6 separate regions of the Mus musculus genome follow, and all the other regions are linked to region 1. The links are chromatin contacts, called in public Hi-C, HiCAR-type, HiChIP or PLAC-seq and promoter capture Hi-C maps. All regions are on one chromosome and are shown on one strand. Each heading gives the region's core, a stretch centred on a gene start, on an enhancer-like site or on the middle of the called end of the contact. The rest is flanking DNA. Distances are from core to core; before and after follow the strand shown.

The links. Promoter capture Hi-C pulls out the DNA fragments that hold promoters and counts their contacts. A called contact is a pair of places that touch in the nucleus more often than the background predicts. HiCAR-type assays count read pairs that join an accessible place to other places. HiChIP or PLAC-seq counts read pairs in DNA pulled down with a chosen protein or histone mark.
Region 2: a promoter capture Hi-C map of liver shows a contact between it and region 1, with 2.6 times the contacts expected there. The contact joins the enhancer-like site here to the promoter of Smim11 in region 1. A contact is called at or near these places in 7 of 39 promoter capture datasets (the 3T3-L1 cell line, 3T3-L1-derived adipocytes, HPC-7-derived erythroid cells and 3 more), 1 of 115 datasets of contacts at active chromatin or transcription factors (bone marrow-derived macrophages) and 2 of 9 other capture datasets (liver and macrophages).
Region 3: a promoter capture Hi-C map of 3T3-L1-derived adipocytes shows a contact between it and region 1, with 2.4 times the contacts expected there. The contact joins the enhancer-like site here to the promoter of Smim11 in region 1. A contact is called at or near these places in 6 of 39 promoter capture datasets (the 3T3-L1 cell line, 3T3-L1-derived adipocytes, hippocampal neurons and 2 more), 2 of 115 datasets of contacts at active chromatin or transcription factors (astrocytes and stem cell-derived neural progenitor cells) and 2 of 9 other capture datasets (adipose tissue and embryonic stem cells).
Region 4: a contact with region 1 is called in a HiCAR-type map of astrocytes, with 2.1 times the contacts expected there. The contact joins the enhancer-like site here to the promoter of Smim11 in region 1. A contact is called at or near these places in 7 of 39 promoter capture datasets (3T3-L1-derived adipocytes, the C10 cell line, embryonic stem cells and 3 more), 2 of 484 Hi-C or Micro-C datasets (liver and pre-B cells), 2 of 115 datasets of contacts at active chromatin or transcription factors (astrocytes and embryonic stem cells) and 3 of 9 other capture datasets (adipose tissue, embryonic stem cells and pancreatic islet).
Region 5: a contact with region 1 is called in a Hi-C map of bone marrow-derived macrophages, with 23 read pairs. The contact joins the enhancer-like site here to the promoter of Smim11 in region 1. A contact is called at or near these places in 12 of 39 promoter capture datasets (the C10 cell line, the HPC-7 cell line, cranial neural crest and 9 more), 2 of 484 Hi-C or Micro-C datasets (bone marrow-derived macrophages and visceral endoderm), 12 of 115 datasets of contacts at active chromatin or transcription factors (bone marrow-derived macrophages, cardiomyocytes, differentiating embryonic stem cells and 9 more) and 3 of 9 other capture datasets (adipose tissue, liver and pancreatic islet).
Region 6: a contact with region 1 is called in an H3K4me3 HiChIP or PLAC-seq map of bone marrow-derived macrophages, with 4 times the contacts expected there. The contact joins the enhancer-like site here to the promoter of Smim11 in region 1. A contact is called at or near these places in 12 of 39 promoter capture datasets (the C10 cell line, the HPC-7 cell line, HPC-7-derived erythroid cells and 8 more), 1 of 484 Hi-C or Micro-C datasets (CD8 T cells), 8 of 115 datasets of contacts at active chromatin or transcription factors (astrocytes, bone marrow-derived macrophages, cardiomyocytes and 5 more) and 5 of 9 other capture datasets (adipose tissue, embryonic stem cells, liver and 2 more).

What each region holds. Positions count from the first base shown.
Region 1 is chr16:92,299,728-92,303,215 of GRCm38.p6, forward strand. Smim11 (small integral membrane protein 11) reads left to right here and starts at 1,576. Exons shown (of 4, transcript NM_138743.2): 1 at 1,576-1,616.
Region 2 is chr16:91,793,601-91,797,088 of GRCm38.p6, forward strand. It overlaps Itsn1 (intersectin 1 (SH3 domain protein 1A)), which reads left to right. Exons shown (of 39, transcript NM_010587.2): 5 at 7-167. Among named protein-coding and RNA genes, the nearest start is that of Itsn1, 66 kb to the left of the region's middle. Within about 2 kb of position 1,646, at least 30 of the 459 cell types and tissues checked have an H3K27ac peak or open chromatin away from gene starts, as enhancers often do. A contact at or near this core is called in liver, where this site is marked.
Region 3 is chr16:91,847,505-91,850,992 of GRCm38.p6, forward strand. Itsn1 (intersectin 1 (SH3 domain protein 1A)) reads left to right here. Exons shown (of 39, transcript NM_010587.2): 20 at 1,218-1,465; 21 at 3,302-3,461. Among named protein-coding and RNA genes, the nearest start is that of Gm52262, 55 kb to the right of the region's middle. Within about 2 kb of position 1,572, at least 45 of the 459 cell types and tissues checked have an H3K27ac peak or open chromatin away from gene starts, as enhancers often do. A contact at or near this core is called in 3T3-L1-derived adipocytes, adipose tissue and liver, where this site is marked.
Region 4 is chr16:91,884,125-91,887,612 of GRCm38.p6, forward strand. Itsn1 (intersectin 1 (SH3 domain protein 1A)) reads left to right here. Exons shown (of 39, transcript NM_010587.2): 29 at 3,276-3,397. Among named protein-coding and RNA genes, the nearest start is that of Gm52262, 18 kb to the right of the region's middle. Within about 2 kb of position 1,662, at least 34 of the 459 cell types and tissues checked have an H3K27ac peak or open chromatin away from gene starts, as enhancers often do. A contact at or near this core is called in astrocytes and embryonic stem cells, where this site is marked.
Region 5 is chr16:91,916,338-91,919,825 of GRCm38.p6, forward strand. It overlaps Itsn1 (intersectin 1 (SH3 domain protein 1A)), which reads left to right. Exons shown (of 39, transcript NM_010587.2): 39 at 1-3,488. Among named protein-coding and RNA genes, the nearest start is that of Gm25245, 3.3 kb to the right of the region's middle. Within about 2 kb of position 1,659, at least 72 of the 459 cell types and tissues checked have an H3K27ac peak or open chromatin away from gene starts, as enhancers often do. A contact at or near this core is called in bone marrow-derived macrophages and liver, where this site is marked.
Region 6 is chr16:92,017,406-92,020,893 of GRCm38.p6, forward strand. No RefSeq gene overlaps it. Among named protein-coding and RNA genes, the nearest start is that of Gm36905, 22 kb to the left of the region's middle. Within about 2 kb of position 1,941, at least 169 of the 459 cell types and tissues checked have an H3K27ac peak or open chromatin away from gene starts, as enhancers often do. A contact at or near this core is called in CD8 T cells, the HPC-7 cell line, adipose tissue and 6 more, where this site is marked.

The DNA.
Region 1 (3,488 bases), core at 326-2,825:
AGTTTGTAATTTTCCCCTTGGCTTATCTGTTTCTCCAGGAAAACGTACAGGTGGTTAAATCCAGGCTTTCATTAAACATACTTTATCATCCTCACTGGAAAATATAGTTATAACATGGACATCAATCAGTCAATTTTACTTAGGGGGAACAGGAGAAATGCTACATCTTTATGTGGTAGTTAATATGGGCAACATCACAGGATCTAGACTAGGGTAACAGCCACACCTCTGGGAATGCCTGTGGGAATTATATAGATTGGGTTACATGAGGTGGGAAAACATTCTAAATGGGTGCCACCATTCCCTGGGCTGGGATCCTGGATGGAACCTGAAGGAGAAGACCAAGAGAGGTCAAGCCTCCATCACTCTCCTCCCAGCTGTGGACTCTACTCACCTAGTCTAGATAACCTAAGCTGCTTCTGTCAAGCATTTTGTTGTGTTAACAGGAGATAACTAACAAGTTGGATGGGCATCCAGTTGTTGATCCATTTACCCCAGCTTCTCCCTCCAGTATCAACTTCAACCAAAGCTTTCTAAATGAAAATGCCAAGTCAAACAGCTGGGTTGCTGTTGTTTTTCTATCCATGTTCCCTTTAGAGTCTTTCTGCTTAGTCTGCTAGTTCTACACATCTGAGTAGTACTTCAGTGCAGATTCAAAGCTATTGCAAAAGGAACAGGTGATAGGGGCTGATCCCAGTCTCGCAACTTATGGCGAGCCCCAGGTCTGGCACGAGCTGGCCTCAGCCTCGGGAAAGAAAAAAAAATCCTTTGTGTTTCCGTTTCATCATTTGTGAAATATTACAATTATAGTGTGTCCTTTTATAGGCCTTGTAGAGTTAAATTAAACGACAGTCTCAACGTGATATTCTCTTGTTAGCACAACCAGGTCTGTGAAACCCTCTGCACGCTAACATTTTCAACTTCATCTCCACAAAGAGGCATGATGAGATCTGAAGCTAACTTTCTTGGGTCCAAGAATTCACCCCGCAATTAGTGTCAGCACCGGGCATCCGCTCCCCCCTCCACAGAAGAGGGAGATGAGGTGGAGGTCTCGGTGAGAACTTTGCCTCTCCAGAGCCTTGGACAGGGCTGCTGTCTGCGTCTCCCCACCCGGCACTTTGGGGATTCACTGGCTAGAAATGAAACTGGGAACCTAAAATCTGGGTATCTATCGGTTATCTCAACCGGGATGCATTCTTCTTGTCTGTCCCCTTGGAGGAATGCTAAGCCTGGAAAACAAAACAAAAAACCTGGGACCTATTGTCTTCAGCTGTATAGAACAGGAGTCAATGACCAGTGGACATGAACAAAGGGTCCTAGGCCGAACCCTAACCCCTGCGGACCACCCTCAGGGTTCCTACTTGGATTTCTGCAGTAGCCTCAGATTCCTGCGCAACTGGCCTGAAGCCCATAGCGCCTGCGCTTGGAGAAACACGCTCCTTAATACTAGCGAATCTGCGGGCGCCCTAAAGCCACTGCGCCTGCGTATCAAGTGGTGCCTTTCAAGATGGCGCTTCCGTTCCGAGCGGTGCATTTCGGGACTTGTAGTTTTCACGACGGGATTGTGGGAGTCGTGGTTTGTGAGCAGCAAGCGAGGAGGCCCCGCCGCCCTGAGTGTAAGTGTGTGAGTCTTTGGGGCTCTGGGGAATCCCTTGGTCATCCCGCGTTCTTGTTTCTCCCATGATGACACTTGCTGCCTACGGCTACATAGCCCTTGGGAACTCTAATAGTCTTGTCGCCTTGTTTTGGTGACGCAGGAAGGGAGCGATGATAACTCCTGGCCTTCTACCCACCCCCCACCCCCGTGGAGGCAATGCCTGGGGGCGAGAACCTGGGACTGGGCACTCCCAAGTATCCAGGGATAGCAAATCCCCGTTTGATCCTGTGGTGCCCCAGATCGCAAAGGCGCCAAAGTTGCTTAAACAAGGCGTGTCGTTTCATCTAGTAGGGAAGTGCACCATAACTCACAGGCTCCCCAAAGCCTTGAAATTTGGAATCTGGCCACCCACCCGGATAAGGTGCTTCTGGGTTTCTTGAAAACCAAGGCCTGTGCTGAGTGGGCTAAGTGAGGTCCAGGGGTCATGGCGATTTGAACCTACCGATACTTTAAATGGTTGGCTGAGGAATTGGAGTGAAAGGGGTAGAGACTGGGAGTGAAAACGGCTTCAGACAGTTGACACAAGCTGCTAGGATAGGTGAGTGCATTATATGCTGAGATAGGTGCACCCTCGACTCTGTTAGCCTCGCCAAGGAGCACACGGAGCTTGTGAGCAGACTATTGTCCACGTCGTTTAAATTGGTATAATCAAAGTGAGTGAATGTCTTCTTTGTTTCTAGAATAAAACCTGGCAGGATACTTTGCAATAAAGATCAAAACTACAAACAGTTTTATTTTCTGTCGTTAAGGGTTAAGCCTGGACAGCTCCCTGCATTTCATATATTTTAATGGCCTCCAGCTGTCCTTACCCCAGTGGCTTTGGCTCACCCTCTGCTGCCAGCTGCTGCTTGCTTCTGAATGGCACCAGGAGTCCGTGATATCAGAGCAGACAGCTCACTGCTATGTTTAGCTTTCTTGGTTATCCCCATTTGCAGAAAGCTTGCAAGCTGCCTTGAAATTTAAAGTAGTGGGTGAAAATGAACCTGGCTGCTCTGGGCCCTTCGCTCTCCTCTACCCACCCCACCCACTCCATAGCAGTACAGATTCCCCTTTGCTTTTACTTTTTCCTCCTTCTCTTCCTCTTCTCTTTTTCTTCTCTTTCTCCTTCCTTGGCAGGATTCTGTGCATCTGAGATTGGCCTCCAGCTCAGTCTTTCTCTGTAGCCTTAGATGACCTTGAACTCCCATCCCTTGACCTCCACCTCCCAAGTGCTAGGGTTACAGGCTTGTACCACCAAGGTTGGGTTGTGAGTTACTTGGGCTGAACCGAGAGCTTTGCGTTAGCACTCTGGCTCAGCCACGCCCACAGCCCCCTGCTTCCTTCTCAGAGATCTTACCTCTTAACACTCAGATTGCTAGTCTTTTTGGCATCATGTCCTGTGACATTAGACAGAGCAGAGAGTTGTGAATTCCAGAGTGGGAGACTTACTCCTTGGACGCTGATATCCCAAGAGCGCTTTGGCTCAGGAGCCACATGGCTTTCCCAGGTCACATGCTCAGCCCTTACTGCCACCTGGAGTAGAGTCCTGTCCTCCTTCTTCTTGCCCTTATTCTTTATCCCATGCCTGGCATCTTGTCCAGACTACATCCTGCCCTATTGCTGTTTGTTATCTGAGGACCATTAGCAAAGGAGAGACATTATCAAGACAATAATGCTTGCTGTGTGTTACTCATGCTTCTTAGCGATTACTGGCCAACTTCTGAAGGAGAATTTACTGATGAAGGAGGCTTTGAGAGGCCAAGGTCACATTGCTGCTAAGTGCAATGTGTTTGCCAGACCTCCAGACCCCGGGGTATTTTCTTTCATTTATTTCCTCTTGTCAGCATCTTGG
Region 2 (3,488 bases), core at 396-2,895, 510 kb before region 1:
TTGCAGGGCGCTAGCGGACATGAATAACGATGGAAGGATGGATCAAGTGGAATTTTCCATAGCCATGAAGCTTATCAAACTGAAGCTACAAGGATATCAGCTCCCCTCCACACTTCCCCCTGTCATGAAACAGCAACCAGTGGCTATTTCCAGTGCACCAGCATTTGGTAAGTGCTTGGTTCCTATATTTTGTTGTTTTAAAACTAGGTATTTTCCCTTTTCTTTCCTCAGAAATAGTGACGTTTTCGGCTAGTGTTGCTAAATATTGGCAGCCTTCAGAAAGATAGCGCTGTCTCCCATGAAGCCAAGGGAAAAGGTCAGCGGGTGGAAGGAGAGCATTCCATCCGTGTTCAAGGACACGCTCGCACTCGGCTGCTGCAGCTCTGTCTCCTGACTTCACAGTGCTTCAGTTCTCAGAGTCTGTGTTTCTCATTGTGTATGAATAGTTCCTTTGCATTGTGATAACTCAGCCTTTTTTTTTTTTTTTTGAGATTATAACATTTCCCCCTTCCCTTTTCTCCTTCTTCTCTCATATACCTCTCCTTGCTCTCTTTGAAAATCATGGCTTCTTTTTTCATTAATTGTTAGTGCATGTATGTGTGTTCCTAAGTATGTAAATACAACCTGCTCAATCTGTATAATGTTATTTACATGTATGTTTTCAGGGCTAACCACTGGGTTACCAGATAACTCTTCCCTGGGGAAGCTGATTTCTCCCACTTCTGAATTCCTTAGTTGCCATAGTTATTTAGGATCGAGGGCTCCGCCGTCCTCCCTTACAGTTTGCATTGTTGTTGTTGTCCTTGCTTGGCTCATGTTTAGGCAGTCCTGTTGGTGAGACTGCATGGGTGTAGCTCTGACATTTCCAGGAGGCACAATCTCACAGAAACTCCCTGACCCTCTGACTCATACAGTCTTTCCGCCTCCCCCTCCACAACGGTCCTGGAGTTGCCCGTAATGGACAGAACTCTACAGGAGATGGCTGTCTTAGGACTAGACTCCACAACTCTGCATTTGATTGCATGAAGTGTGTAATCGTCTTCCTCTGTTGCAGAGAGAAGTTGCCTTGATGAGGGTGAGGACTACACTTACCTATGGGTTTAAGGACAAACATTTAGACTGTTTAATTTAGATTTTAATAAGAGGCCGTTATGGCTTCTCCTCCGAGATCCGTGACGTTACTAGCTTTGGGTAGTTGGCTAGGTTTCCAGTACCAGCCATGACTTTCCTCCAGTTTCGTGACTCTTAAATCCAGCCAGAGAGCTGTTGGTTCCCACCCATGTCTGTGCCACTTCTGTGTCCTTAGTGGTTATTGTGCCAGTTCCTGTCACGGTTGTGGCTTGTGAGTGCTATAGTTGAGCAGGACCGTTGGCTGTTTTCCTTCTTTGGAAGCTTGCACAGTGGCACCTGAAGGTTCACAAACCTCATTGTAGTGCTAGTCAAGTTTCCAAGTGCCTATGAGGAACATTATAAACTCAAGTCATAGCACTATATGCCTTTCTTTTAGGGACCGTTGGCCACAAGGCTGGTTTTCTAAGGGGAAGGCATGAACTTGGGAAGATTGTTAGGTTAGTAGGACAAGGGTCTATGAGAGGACACACAAAGCTATGCATGAGCAAAGTCTAGGAGGAGCACAAGCAAACAGTGTAGCAATGGCACAGGTGACCTAGCCTGAAGCTGGCCAGCCTGTGCAGGGGGACTTTGCACTGGATACTGGAACGTACTTGCAGCTAATTGTTCAAGAACTATGGGTTAAAGCATGTTTGGTTTGTTTTCTTTCTTTCTTTCTTTCTTTCTTTCTTTCTTTCTTTCTTTCTTTCTTCCTTCCTTCCTTCCTTCCTTCCTTCCTTCCTTTCTTTCTTTCTTTCTTTCTTTCTTTCTTTCTTTCTTCCTTTCTTTTTTTTTTTTGTTTGTTTTTGGAGACAGGGTTTCTCTGTGTAGCCCTGGCTGTCCTGGAACTCACTCTGTAGACCAGGCTGGCCTCCAACTCAGAAATCTGCCTGCCTCTGCCTCCCAAGTGCTGGGATCAAAGGTGTGCGCCACCACGCCCGGCTGCATGTTTGGTTTTCTTTTGGACTCCTCCAAAAGGGGACTGCAAAGTGGAAAAAGGATCCATTTTTTAATAGAGATGTCCCGATTCTTCTTTTCCCCTAACCCTGGGTGCAGTTCTTTCTTTGACAATGAATTTGCTTTCTCTTTTTCTGCTCGGTGACTTTCAGTTTCGTCAACATTGCTGTTCTTTTGAGGCCCTTCTGGACCCTCAGCTTAGTGTTTCACAGGTGTCTGTATCTCTTGCACTGCTACCTCGAAACCCTGGCTGCCAGCCTGAGCCATACACCAGCCACCACTCTGCCGTAGGCTCCTTCCTGCGACTTCTCACCTTATTCTTACCCTGAGTCAAATTACTCGAAGACCCAGTGTTTTCTGCTGTTTGTAGGACCACTCCCAGCGCAGTGGGTAATGGATGGTGATGTTAGCGAGCTCATAGTAGCCTTGAATGCGTTGTCTTAGGGAGGACTACAACAGTCTCGTCACAGTCTGAATAAGTGCAGCTGGTTTTGGTGTCAGGAAGGTGTACACTGTGTTAGGGAGGAAGTGTGGTAAAGGCACGTGGACTCCGAGATTTGAGTCTCCGTGTGCTGTGGTCTGGTGGTTTCAATAGAAATGCCCCCATAGATAGGTGGGCTTCCATGCTTGGGCATAGGGAGCAGCACTATTAGGAGGTGTGGCCTTGTTGGAAGAAGTGTGTCATTATGAGGCAGGCATTAAGGTCTTATATGCTCAAGCTACACTTAGTCACCTGCTGCCTTCCAATCAAGATTTAGAACTCTCAGCTCCTTCTCTAGCACAGTGTCTGTCACGCTTCTCACTATGTTGATAATGGATGAAATCTCTGAACCTCTCAGCCAGTCCTAGTTGGGTGTTTTCCTTTATAAGTGTTGGCATGGTCACGGTGTCTGTTCACAGCACTGGCAACCCTGACTAAGACTCGTGCCATTGAAAGCTGTACTAAAAGGGAAGGCACTACCAGTGAAAATTGAGCATGGATGGGAACACTGGGGTCCTAGAGTGAGCGAGCACGGCTGGAGTTGTTCCTGAGAGGTGAGGCAAGAACAGGACAGGGAAATAGTGACTGAACTTGACCTGTGGGTATCTCAGTGACATCCATGTCAGTGACCGAGAAGTCATTGGAGTCGTTAAGATCAGTGCCTGTGACGGGGCTGAAGAGGGCTTGACTGAGGAGGAGGGAAGGCCGCTGAGACACTGCAGTGCTGTACAGAGCAGGCCATGGTGGATACAGGATTCCAAGAATCAAGGATGCGCATCACAGGAGGTGACAGCATCCAGACCCAGCCTCCAGTGAACACACTTAACCTGAAAATCAGTCCGTAGTCAACAGTCCTAGCACTGGGGAGACAGAGGCAGGAGGATTGCTGCAAGGTCAAGGCCAGCCTGGCCTGTATAGTGAGCTCCAGGCTGCTCAGAGA
Region 3 (3,488 bases), core at 322-2,821, 450 kb before region 1:
CACCAACCTACTCAGTGCTTAGGAGGATAGCAGCCGCCATTTCCAGTGCCCAGCAGTTGCGTGTGGTATGACGCCATCAGAAAGCATGAACCAGGAGTTCAGAGCAGCACCAAAGTGAATCCAAGCAGAAGAACACAGCAGTTTATAAATAGCTGGCACTGCCTGGCGAAGGGAAGAAGCAGACAGTGGAGGGAGTTGACTGGGAAGCGTGCTTGCACCAGTATCAGTGTCAGTAACAGTGACCAAATTGTAAAGCAAAGCCAGCGCCCTTGACCGCACATGACCCGAGGGCCCGCCTTTCCTGTCCTCAGCCTTAAGTTACTTTTAGAGAGATGGCCCAGCAGTTAGGAGCACCTGCTGCCCTTCAGATGTTTAGACCTGCCCTGTTCCTGTGGTTGTTTGAAAAGTCAGTGGCCTCAGCTACAGGTCACATGTATAGACGTAAGAATAGGACTCACTGGACTCTAGTATTGGAGCCAGCTTTCTGACTGAGCGAGCTCTGTCCTCCAGAGCCACCTCCAGGTGCTCCTAAGCCAGGGAGGTAACTGTAGGATCAGTAGGATATGGAGGCCCATTTGGATGCATCCTTTGGGGCAGAACTAAGGACGGACACAAGCACTGGCTGCACTCGGCAAAGCAGATGGCCCCTTGGAACATTTTCAACAGAAGGCTCTATTCTTGTGGAATGTTGTGGACTTTAAAATTATAGCCTCTGAGAGACTGAATTAAAGTAGTGATAGCTCTGAATATGCTGTGTGTTCATCTCCTCATCTTGTATCTGTGGAGCTCTTAAGTGGCTGCTGTTTTGGTTTTATCCTCCTTGTCTCTATATTGAATAAATGCTTAGATAGTGAAGGTTTTAGAATGCTTTTGGTTGGTTGCTCTCCTTGCTTGGAATAATAAAAACCAAGTCAAATTATCTTTACGAATTGCATGACTTCCTGAGTAATGAGACCTGTCAGGTGGACGCTGTGAGGTAGATGCCTGAGGACCTGAGCTGAGGTGCTTCAGCTCATCCCATTAGGAGCTCAGGAGAGAAAAGTCAGTAGGAACGCGCGTGCTTACGGAGCTTGCCACTTCATGGGCACTGAGACTAAGACGGGAACTGTCTGTGCCATGTGTCAGTCAGGGGCAGAGGCTGTGGCTTTGTCGTGGGTGACTGGTGTGTTCAGCAGTTGGTTGTTTCCATTTAAATGAAACATTGTGACTTCCCACAGGTGGATGAAAGCCAGACTGGAGAGCCAGGATGGCTTGGAGGAGAGCTGAAAGGGAAGACGGGATGGTTCCCTGCAAACTATGCAGAAAAGATTCCAGAAAATGAGGTTCCCACTCCAGCCAAACCAGTGACCGATCTGACATCTGCCCCTGCCCCCAAACTGGCTCTGCGTGAGACCCCTGCTCCTTTGCCAGTGACCTCTTCTGAGCCCTCCACAACCCCCAACAACTGGGCAGACTTCAGTTCCACGTATGTGTTAATATGCTGTCTTTGGCAGTCTTGAGTTGTTCCTCTTTGAAAGGGTGTGTGTTCATGGCCCTTCCTCTAGCTGGCCTACTGACAACAGGGTTATTGGCTTCTCAACTAGATTTAGTAATACCATTGCCAAACAGAGATTTACCAGGGTGCAAAGTGAAGCCAGCTACAGTTGTTCCATCATTATCTGTATTTTTCATTTGGGGGAAGAAATGGAGAAATACAACTTCCTAATAATTCGTGTTGACAATCATGTCCGTCAGCAAAAAATTCAGTAATTTCCTGCAGGCTAGGAAATGATGCTATTTTGTTAGCCAGGAACTAAAATTGCAACCGGTCATGTGTTTCGGAATAAGACAGAAAGCTGTTTCTACAGAAAGTTTCTGCTGAGCAAGTGTGTTGTGTAGAGAAGTGTACCTCCCACTTGCCCACTCTGAGGGTCTCTGTCCTTGGTCATCAGGAAATGGCATTCGCCAAACAGCATGTAAGCAATTGATGGGTGAAGCCACTGTAGTGGCAAGGAAGTGTTAGTAAACTCCAGAAGAGCAGTCAGAAGTCAGTGTGATGCAGTCACACCTGGACCTTATTCCAGCTCAGGCTCAGCTCACTGCTGACAAGCAGGGCGGCTTTGGTGGAGGGGAACCTAGACCATCTGTGGGGCAAGGTTTTATAGAAAGCAGCCAGCGGCGGGAAGGTGTGTGTGTGTGTGTGTGTGTGTGTGTGTGTGTGTGTGTGTGTGTGTGTTTCTAGCCTGGCAAGCACCCAGGTGAGAGGTATACTTTAGCATTCTTGGCTGGTGCTGGGAGTCAAACCATAAACTTAACTTCTGCCTCCCACTGCATTGGTGGTTGTGAGGCAGAGGCAGGCTTGCAGCCTAAGGGTGCAGATTTGTTGAGGAAATAACCTGGATTTGATGGGGGACATTAACCTAGAGACACAGGTCTTATTGGGGTGAGTCTAGAAACTGGAGCTCAGATTTTGTTGGGGGGGTAACTTGGAAACTAATGCTAGGTTAGTTTATCCGAGTTCAAACTTAGGTCAAGTTCTCTAAAATGGAGTCTGAACTTAAAAGCTTTGGTGTCTTACCACCGCCTAGACTTCCATTTGTAGGTCCAGGACCTGCACGTGCAGCTGTCCAAATAGATGTTGATCTGTGGGCAGTGAGTGTATGAGTGGGAAGGGTTTTCTTTTTTTTTTTTTTTCCAAGTTGAATAAATAATCTTTCAGAAACAAACATGGAAGTCAAGGAGCCCAGTCATGTTTTCTGAGAAAGATCAGATGGAACAAACAGAGGGGGTAGAGTAATGACCAAGGAAGGAAGACGTGGTGGAAAGGGAGAGCTCAAGGAATCACAAGGTCTCTCAGTGCACTTTGAGACTGAGGTTGAAGGTGCCCAAGACTCCTCCCTGTGGAGGGAGCCTGCTTCAGAGACAGCCTGCCTGAGCTCCAGTCGCACCACCCCTACTTGCCTTGGTCTTTGCTTAAAAAGCTCTTGACATTCTAAAAAGAGGTTCCAGTTAGGTTACAGCGCTGGTACTGTGCTTGTTGGTTGAAATGGAGTCTCCTATAGCTCAGGCTAACTTCAAAGTCATCACATGATCTTGCTACAGTTACAGGTGTGCACTGCCACACCTACCATGCATGTCGCTGGAGACAGAGTCTAGGGCTTTGTGCATGGGGCTAGGCTCCAGGCCCAGGCCTGACACCACCATTTGGGCTGGTCTTGTTTCCTCTGTGAAGCAGTCCACCTTCTTTGTGTGGCTGTGGGTGTCCCGCGATGCGCGACACTAAGAAGTTCTTACTGCTTACGGTGCGTGCCTTTCCTTCCAGGTGGCCCAGCAGCTCAAACGAGAAGCCAGAAACGGACAACTGGGATACATGGGCGGCTCAGCCTTCTCTGACCGTACCTAGTGCTGGCCAGTTACGGCAGAGATCAGCCTTTACCCCAGCCACAGCCACTGGCTCCTCCCCATCTCCCGTCCTGGGCCAGGTAGGGGCAGCTAGCGAAGACTGAGTG
Region 4 (3,488 bases), core at 412-2,911, 420 kb before region 1:
TGGGCAAACAGTACAACCATCAGCCTTGTAGGGGCAATATGACCTTTAGCCTGTGGGGGGACAATACCACCGTGACCCGTGTATGTGTGTGTGTGTGTGTGTGTGTGTGTATACAAATACCACCTTCAGCCTGGGGGGGAACGACAGAGTACTATCTTCAGCCTTGGGGTGGGAACAGTAGAACCTTTAGCCCACATGTGGGGTGCAGCACCACCTCCAGCTTGGGGTGCAGTACCACCTTCAACCTGCAGGGTGCGCAACACCACCTTCAGCCTGAAGGGCCAGCACTACCTGGGGAGCGGAGAGAAATAGCAGTGTCAGCTTCAGCTTCAGCCTAGGAGGCAGCAGTGTGTTCAGCAGGGGAACCTTTCACTAGAGGAGACACCACTTCCAGTGTCAAACCTTTGCATCTCCAAGGTCTGAGATGGACCCTGGAAGGCCGGCACCTGCCTTCATCCTGCAGTGCAGCACGACTCAGCACAGCCATGGCGAAGATCACAAAATCACCAAAGGAAGAAATGAGGCAGCACACAGGCATTTGTTTGTTTGTTTGTTTTTTTGAGACAGGGTTTCTCTGTGTAGCCCTGGCTGCCCTGGAACTCACTCTGTAGACCAGGCTGGCCTCGAACTCAGAAATCTGCCTGCCTCTGCCTCCCGAGTGCTGGGATTAAAGGTGTGCGCCACCACTCTCAGCTTGCAAACAGGCTTCTGAAGCCAAAAAATTGTATGCAAAATGTGTGTGGGTATTTCGTATAGTGCATAGGGCTTTTTATAGCTGGGTACAAGAGCCCACAGGGCCCAACAGCTGCCCCAAGGGGACCGTGATGTAACGGGACATTTGTGAGACTTGCTGGCCCACTGTTGATGTTGGTGCTGAGCACTGTGCAAGAGTTCTCCTATCCCTGCGGGCAGGAGAACACTGGAAGCACGGGGACTGTGTCCACGAGGGACCCAGCCACAAATGCTGGGGCCACATTTAGCTATTGAACAAGAAATGGCCCGAGTCCCGGGTTCTTGGATTCACCCTTAGGACAATGGATTAAAATAGGGCAGGGACTGAATATGCCTTCCACAGCTCAAGCGTTTCCTAGGTGACTTTCTCAAAAAGAAAGGTTAAAGGATAAAGAAGTGGAGTGAGTGGGAGGAGTCTCGGCATCCCAGAACCCTGCGCTCACCCGGCTGCTGGGGGACTTTTGGATCTGGCTTCCTTCTGGGGGGCATTGCTAAGACAGATGTTTGAGAAGGCGCCATAGCAGGCTGAGCCATCTGTGTGACTGAGCCCAAGTTTAGAGACAAGTGCAGGCTATGGAGTCTAACTCACCTTGCAGCTTTGAGGTCAGGCTCAGTGGTGGATGGGAAGGCGTGGAGAGCGTTTCTATAACGATAGCTTAATTCCCGCCGGTTTCCTGGCACCGTCTTGGCTACCCTGGGCTGTTCCATCCCAATGAGAAACAAACCGAATGGTGCAGAAAGGGGAGGGAGCAAAACCTACCACTGTAACTCTAGGAAGTCTGGAAGCTGAGACCAGTTCACCAAGATCTGATACCACGATTCCCTTGACGGATAATTCTCGTTAGGTAGCTGTATGTAAGACTCTCTCAGTCCTCAACCCAGACAAGCCCCGTGTGCGAGGGAGGAATCCCTGAGGAGCCCTTGGTAGGCCCCAGGAGCTTTCTCACTGAGGATTCACTGGAGGGCGTGGAGGGTGTGTTAAATCGCAGTGCCCTGGGCCCCTCCCTCTCCCAGAGAAAGGCTACTTGGCGAAGTTCTGGTCATTTGTTTACAGACCCAGAGCATTTGCAGGTGCTGCAAGGGCGAATGTGGTCGGGGGTGGGGGGTGGGGGAGGGAGGGGATGAGTGGGAGGGGGGAGGGCGGGAGGAAGAAGTCACAGTGTTCTATTGCGCCCCCTTGTGACAAGTGGCAGGAAGGCACACCCCCACCTCTCAGCATATGTATTTTACAAATTCAAGTTCTGTAATTAAATAAAGATCATCTAATAAAAAAAAAAAAGTATATGTGGGGGACCACTTTTTTATTATTTAAAATTTGTTTAAATATTTATTTATTTATTATATGTAAGTACACTGTGGCTGTCTTCAGACACTCCAGAAGATAGCATCAGATTTTGTTATAGATGGTTGTGAACCACCATGTGGTTGCTGGGATTTTAACTCAGGACCTTTGGAAGAGCAGTCAGCACTCTTAACCGCTGAGCCATCTCACCAGCCCCCGGGGGGACCACTTTTATGTAAAAAAAAAAAAAGGGGGGGGGACCAGCCCTACTCATGGACTGTTACTGAAAATCTGAGCATCTGCGGCAGGGTGTCTGCACTGATAAGTCACAAAGGTCCTGTGTGAACAGAACTCCAAATAAGAAGCTAAGTGAACAGAGAGCTAGCCTAGCTCAGGGCAGCTAAGGGCCTTCCCTTCCAGCAGCCTCGGCCTCTACAAAGGCCTCGTGGGAGCTGCCTGCGGCTGGCAGGGCTTTCCAATTTGCTTGAGGCCTACTGCTCAGCTTCCACGAGTACCCCACAGCGTCCTCGCCTGAAGAGTCTTCCCGGTCATGTCTGCACGCATCTGCCTGGTCTTCATATCCACCAAGAGCCTTGGCACAGTTACTGTAGACTCTAAAAGCTGGTCTCCGGATAACCACATACCTGAAAGAAGCCTGCTGTGGACATAGGGTCTAGAGACCATGCACGGCCTCTGGACTCTCTTGGACTCTCCGTTCCTTACCACTGTGGACAGGAGGACCAGGGGCGAGCTGGCCTCTCTGAGCCCTGGTTTCCTTGTCTGTATCATGAAGATGATTCTGGAAATTTTGAGAACCACTCAAGGCAGCGGTCAGCTCCCGAAACAGTGGCTGGCGTGGGAGCTCTGGTGGGTGTTAGCGGGTCATTTAACCCTTTCCGTGCTTCTGATGGAGCATGTGTTTGCTACTTGGATTTATGACCACAAACTTTATGGTGTAACACAAGGGGGATTTATCCCCTTACAGTTCCAGAGTAGAAAGTCCGAAGTCGGGGTGCGAGCAGAATGGTCCCCCTTCTGGGTGCTCTGTGCTGCTTTTCTGCTTCTGGAATTGACAGTGATGTGTGGGGTCTCTACGCCGGGCTGTGCCACTCCTGTTTCTACAACTCAACCCACAACCCCAAGCTGATGAGACCATGGTGCCACCTCCATAGTCACAAGGACCTTCGGGAGTCTTCGCTGTGGAGCTGTGGGCTTCCCCAGCCTCGGACTAAAAGTTCTCCTAAATGGTTGTGTCTTGCAGGGTGCTCAGACCTGCATCTCTTAGATATGCTGACCCCGACTGAGAGGAAGCGGCAAGGCTACATCCATGAACTCATTGTCACGGAGGAGAACTACGTGAACGACTTGCAGCTGGTCACAGAGGTACCAGCAGCCCTGGGAGGCTGGGGTTGGGCCTGCGGGGATGGCAAGAGGTGGAGGCCCTGCTGAGGGCGCCATGCCCTGTCTCTGAGCC
Region 5 (3,488 bases), core at 409-2,908, 380 kb before region 1:
TTCTTTTTTATTTCTTTTTTAAAGATTTATTTATTATACTTAAAAAACAGACACACCAGAAGAGGGTGTCAAATCTCATTACGGATGGTTGTGAGCCACCATGTGGTTGCTGGGATTTGAACTCAGGATCTTCAGAAGAGCAGTCAGTGCTCTTAACCACTGAGCCATCTCTCCAGCCCCCACCATCACGGCTTTCTGAGTGGCAAATTCCCAGAGGCCCTTGGGCATAGCATTCTCTTTTGAATGACTCCTATTAATGAACATTGTCCTTTGAAGGGCTATTCAAGGAAATAATGAAGACTTCTTGTTAGTTTGGACTTGCAATAAATAACTGGCTGGTTGCCACAGGGACTCCTCTTTCCAGTTCCCTGTTTCCTGATACCTAGAAAGTAGCTGAGCTAGAGGAAGAGAAAGTCCCGGAGACCGTTTCCTCACAGGACATTGCACGAGGTCCCTGTGGTCCCAAGGATCCACTAATGTGTATAATGACTTCGTGTCTGTAAGCGCCAGGAAAGGTTCTGTCCTTGAGAAGCACAGGAAAATACAACCCGTGAGAAAGATGGCCAGGATCTCAGGCTCTCTAAGTTGAGAGCATTGAAACTCCTATGTCAGCACCCTGGGCAGACTGCAGTCAGGAACAGCAACACAGTGAGCAATGCTGACAGGATGCTGTTCCTTCAGGGGGGCTCTATCCTGTCCAGGCCGCCTGTTGGGGGCTGGGAGGCAGAGAAGGGACCTCCTTTGTGGCTTTTAAGCCAACTTGTAGATCTAATTTTAAGTCACTTTAATAACATAAAATTCCTGCTCAGTGGCTGGGTAGATCGCTGACAAAGTGCTAGCCCGGCAAACCTGAGGCCCTGAGTTTGATCCCCAGCCCTTTCGTAAAGAAACCAGATTCAGCATGCGTAGCTGTAGTACCAGAGCTGGGGATGTGGAGACAGGGGGATTGTTGGACTTGTTTCTTGGTGCCGTGGCTCACAGGGGTTGGGACTGGGGATGTCTTGAAGGATAAGGTACAGAAAACTCAGTACGGAAACATTAGTGTTTATCTCCACCAAACAACTAACTCAGTTCTACTCAGACCTAACTAGTTCCTTTAGTAAAAGGAGCTAATAGTTTATATTTTGGCAAATAATTCTCCTAGCACTGTGTGTGGCTGTCCTATTTCAGGGTGAATTGCCCCTACGCTGTGTCAGGTCCTATGCTATATTTTAATCGGATCTGTTCTGTTTTCTGGAGCAGCCTAGAGTCTCGCTGTTATTACAGTGATGAGTATTTTAGTGTTCGAAGTCCACCGAGGAGAGTTTCATTCAGAAGCGGGCTTATTCCGTCAGCCTTCAGATTGCCCAGCGTCCCTCCGGGATTTCTGGGGAGCTGGCCAGTGACCAAGGCTCCTTTTTACGCTGTGGAAATTCCTCCCTTCTTCTTTTAGAACCATCGTACCCGTATCCTGTGCGAGAGCTGCGCCTGTGGTTTTCTGCCTCCCCGGCTATACTCTTTTGTCTTTCTTGTCTTATCTCCTGTTCTCGGTGAAAACAAGAGTGGGGACCTTAGACAAATAGGAGCCAAAGGCAGCGTGGTGGCTTGTGTGGCCATTTCCGCACTGTGGGGCTCTTCCTACCTAGATGGTTCTATTGGCAGGGTCAAGGTGCTGGCGCCCCCTGCTGCATCCCAGCAGCATTGCTCTTGTGGAACTTGCTAGTGAGAGGGGTGGGGGTAGGGTCAGGGCTAGAACCCGACTGTAGTGCTCCCCGACTCTCCCAGCTGAGCCGTGAGCAAAGAAGGAAGGTGTGAGTGAACCCAGCGCTGGGCACCTACTGAAATGGCGTTCCTGCCTGCTGGGGTGGACAGAGACCCTCCTCAGCTTCCCTGCCTTTTCTGTGCCTTCAGAGGGGAATGTTGCAATTCAGTTCTCCACAGAAAAGGACTGGCTTCCTGAAGTAGGCCTCTGTCCCTGCGAGACAGGGTAGCCCTACTTGGTAGGATAGCAGGGTGTCTACCTGAAGACTTCGACTTTGGACGTTTTAAGTGGCAAATGGTTTGATGCAGCCCTTGGATGCCCGGAGTGTGTCTGTGAGTGAGTGTGTATGTGTGTACCAAGCATTGGGGGATGGCTGTGTGTCCCACTGAAGGAGACAGGAGATGTTTTGCTCTACCCTTCCCCAAGCTGCATTCAGGACCAGCTGGTAATGTGTGGACCAAGTGCAAAAATAAAAATGGCCTCCTCCTTGCTCCAAATGATTAGGGATTTCAGCAGGGGCAGCAGAGAACTGAGCTGAGTTTGGGCCCTGCTGTTTGGAGGGGCTCCAACACCCTGGGGCTGGCCTTGACTACACTGTGAATGGAGCAGGGAGGGCCTTGTTATGTCTTTCTTCTTTGGAAAGGTCTCCCTGGCAGGCTGCGCGGAGCTGAGATGGAAACACATCGTCCCTTCTCCCTCTCTCCCCCCTCCCTCCCTTGTTTTCTTTTCCTTTCCTTGCAGTGCTAATTATCAAAGCCAGGGCCTCGTGCATTCTTAGAAAGTGAGGTGCTTTTCAAAACTCTACTCTTTTATCTCTTAAAAGTACAAACAGTGCAGAATAATTACAGCGCCCGAACCCCCGGCTAACACCTGGAAGCGCCCTGGATGGACGGGGAATGGTCAACATAGGTTGATGGTTTCTCAAGTCTCCGTCCAGGGTGTGTCTCTGGATATCAAGTGGGGCCTTTGAGTCTTCAAAGTTGAATTTTCTGCTTTGAAATGAAACCTTTCCCTATTCAAGGGTTGGTCTCCCGGTTTCTGGTGTCACAGAGGAGATTCTAAACTACTTTAATGGAGAAGAGCCTAGAAGAGCACAGGGTCCCTGTCTGACATCGAGAGGTCCTTTGTTCCTTTAGATACTGCTTTCTGGAGAGAGAGTGGGCGGAGCCAGATGCCTCTCTGCCCTAGAGGCCAAGTGTCTGAGAGTTTACTCCTGGGAGGCAGGGCTCTCACGGGATAGATCCTCCATGTGTCTTTGGGTGTTCGCAAAGAAGAAAGGCTCTGCTGTGTGTGTAACCTCTGCATTCTGGAAGCCCACAGCTCTGGGGAGGCCAGAAGTTAGGAAGCCGCTCCTCAAAGGTGTGTGTGTGTGTGTGTGTGTGTGTGTGTGTTGCTTTGTTGTGCAGCCTGTGTTGTGTTGGATGCTCCAAGCCCTTTGAGGCTCTGTTTGCCGTTTGCAGATGTGGACCCATGTCCACACATGCAGAGCAATAATCTTTCTCGAGTTTCCCGATTCCACTCCTGTAATCCCAGCGCTCCAGAGATAGAAGCAGGAGAATCAGGAGTTTAAGGCCAGTCTGGGCTACGTGAGACCCTCTTTCAAAACTAGAAACACAGAAACTGAGAAGGGAAAACCCACAGAAGGCTCACCTGCCTCAGCTTTAAATCACCTTAAATGGGTCATGATCCCTAGAGGGACCTGACCACTACTCTGCCAGCATCCATTTTAATGAGTGAAGATTTTGGA
Region 6 (3,488 bases), core at 691-3,190, 280 kb before region 1:
GGATAGTTTCCAGGGCTTCTCCTGTCTCTCCTCCCACCCTCCTGTGTGAGTACAGTGGTTACAAATGTCTGTGTTACTGCAGCCAGCCTTCTGTGGGATCTGGGGATTTGAACTCGAGTTCTCAGGCTTGCACAGCAAGCTCCTCAGTATCAGATGCAGCTCAAGTTGATTTTTTAAAAAGATTCAGTGTGTGTGTGTGTGTGTGTGTGTGTGTGTGTGTAAAGTGCAGGTGCCAGAGGAGGGCATCAGATCCCTTGGAGCTAGAGTTACATGAAGTTGTGAGCCACCCGGTGTGGGTGCTGGGAACCAAACTCTGGCCCTCTGCAAGAGCACTCCATGCTTTTTACTGACTGAGCCACCTCTCCAGCTCCATCACTGATGCAACTTCACAAACAAAGCCAAAAAGCTTTCAAGCAATGGTTGGTTGGATTTCCCAGACTTGGGGCGCTGGCTTCATATAGTCTCACTTGGCAGATAAACTCACAAGAGAGAAGCAGAAAGCGTCACAAGGAACTAGGAAAGGCCTCCTCTTCCTATTTGAGTCAAGCACTAACTCCAAGGCATGTTCTGGCCACACCCTTGCTCCCCACTAGTGAGGAAAGACAGAGTTCTCTGCACTTGGGTCCACGATCACCGGGAAGGATGGTTCAGCACAGACCTCTGGGTTAGCCTCCAGGAAGCAAGTTAGTTCCTGGAATTCTTTGCTTACATTTGTTTGACTAATTTTTTTTTCTTGTGACACTGAGGCCAAGGGGATACTTTTCTAGGGGTGTCTTAGGGTTTCTAACAAACATCATGACCAAAAAGCAAGCTGGGGAGGAAAGGGTTTATTGGGCTTACACTTCCATACTACTGTTCATCACCAAAGGAAGTCAGGACTGGAACTCAAGCAGGTCAGGAAGCAGGAGCTGATGCAGAGGCCATGGAGGGATGTTCTTTACTGGCTTGCTTCCCCTGGCTTGCTCATCCTGCTCTCTTATAGAACTCAAGACTACCAGCACAGAGATGGTCCCACCCACAAGGGGCCTTTCCCCCTTGATCACTAATTGAGAAAATGCCTTACAGCTGGATCTCATGGAGGCATTTCCTCAACTGAAGCGCCTTTCTCTGTGATAACTCCAGCTGTGTCAAGTTGACACAAAACTAGCCAGTACAGAGGGATATACATATAACTAAAACCCTTTGCTTTTATTATATTAGATGCTATGGTGGCACATACCTTTAATCCCAGTACTTGGGAGACAAAAGTAGGCAGCTGGCTGTGAGTTTGTGACCAGCTTGTTTTATAGAGTGACTTCCAGGGTAGCCAGGGCTATGTAAAGAGACCCTGCCTCAACTGTCCCCCAGAGACATTTCTAAAAAGGTGTAGTAGTGTACCATTTTTCCCCTTCTGAAGTTTGTTTCTAAGGGTGTCTTGTTGTCTTTCATCTTAAGAAAATTGTCTAGCTTTTATTTCTAAGTAAAAATTTTCCATAGTTCTCAAACAGAAAGGAAAAACTACTGCAGAGAATTTTCTTTTCTCTCTTCTGCATTGCAAGGAACTGTGGTGGTTAAAGAACCCACCTCCTAAAGGCGCCCAAGCATTTGTGTTCTTTGAATCGGAAGAATGGAGGGAAATGGAAGTTTCTAGGGGCCCTGTAAAATGGGAGCAGGATGCAGGATGCAGGTATCATGAGGAGCAGGGTGAGCTGCAGGAGTTTCTAACTCCCTGAGAAAGCTTCTTCCCCCTAGAAAGACAAAAATGTTTATCCCTTGTCTCTTCTATTCAGTCTGAGGGACGCAAAGCCCTGTCTCCTTGCAAAGCATCCAGGCTGACTTTTGCTGTCTTTGCATCCATTCCACAAACTGCTCTTCATCCAAATAGTTAACTCTGCTGCCTGAGGACCCGGGGTGGAGGTCGGAAGGAAGCCACCAACACAAAAGCCACAGAGCAGCAGTTCCGCTTGCTTGCTTGCTTGCTCGGAGGTGCTTATGGAGACAGAAACTCGAGAAAACAAAGGGACCGAGTATGTGAACTCGCAAATCCTCCTCACATGCCGATGGTTGGTGGGTGGCAGGAGCAGCGTTTAGTTCCCTGCAGTGGGCGGTTTTTTTTTTTTTGTTTTTTTTTTTTTTGTTTTTTTTTTTTTATGGCGCCCAGTGACAAAGAGCCAAAGAGGATAAGAGCCCTGAGAGCCCAAAGTGGAAAACTACCAAGTTCCGCCGCCAGCCCAGCATCGTCACCTCACCGAGTGAGCACAGCGGGGGCTCAAGCCATCAAAGCTCGAAGCAAGGGAGACTCTGGTGGGGTCATCGGTACACCCCGTGGCCCAGCCCCGCACCACACAAGGCAGCGTTTGTTCCTCAGTTTTCTCATACTTGGCTCCTTTTGTTTCAACTGACTGACAAATTATCAAGTGTGGGTCGACCAGTGGATGGAGATTTCAATTATTGCTAACTAGTTCCTGCCATCTTCTTTTAGGAACCCCACAGGGTAAAATTAACATATTGAGGAGGCAACTACAGCTCAGAGAAGAAAGTCATTCAATTGATCTCAGCTCTGTGGTCCTCTGAGTGGATCAGCTAAATGCCTACTTGGAGGAGAGCATTAAATGTCCTGAAAAATAGCTTTAGAACATGAGCAAACTGAAGCGGCTACATCAGAGGTTCTAAAATATCTCACGTGTGTGTGTGTGTGTGTGTGTGTGTGTGTGTGTGTGTGTGTGCGTGTGTGTTTGAGTCAGCGTTAGCAATTGGTAACCACTTTCTGCGGTGATGAATCCATGGGACCCAGGGTAGAGCAGTGAAAACTGAACACACACACTTCAGCCAGAATAGCAGTAGCTTACACATTGGTGAAGGAAGGCAGGAGAGCTCTCTGGAAAGCTTACTGCTTGTGGAGATGTGAGGACCGGGGTTGAAAGTCTGTCAGTGACAAACCTGATTGAAGGCCTCAGGGATCTTGCCTTTCTCAAACAGGACAGTGGTGGAGAACGTGAAGTCCATCACTATAGGTACCATTCAGTTTTATATGACAAATGACCTAAGTTGCCAATTGATGTGTTTGCTCAACAAACATATAGTAAGCACTACTAAGGAGCAGGGCATATTTAATGGCAGACCAAGTGTCGTCGTCGTCGTCGTCGTCCCCCCCGCTTCCCCGCGGCCCCCCTCAAGTTGTGAGTGGGCAGCTTTGGCGTGGGTGGTAACACGTGGGTGGAACGTGGAGAGATGGAGGGAGGTAAGCTGCATGCATCGTGAAGGCTATGTTGGCAAATCTGATTTTGTTTTTGTTTTTGGTTTTTGGTTTTTCGAGACAGGGTTTCTCTGTGTAGCCCTGGCTGTCCTGGAACTCACTTTGTAGACCAGGCTGGCCTCGAACACAGAAATCTGCCTGCCTCTGCCTCCCGAGTGCTTGGATCAAAGGCGTGCGCCACCACGCCCGGCGCTGCAAATTTTTATCCTGAGGGTCAAAAGGACGTTCAAATAACCAGCTATGGAAGGGAAGG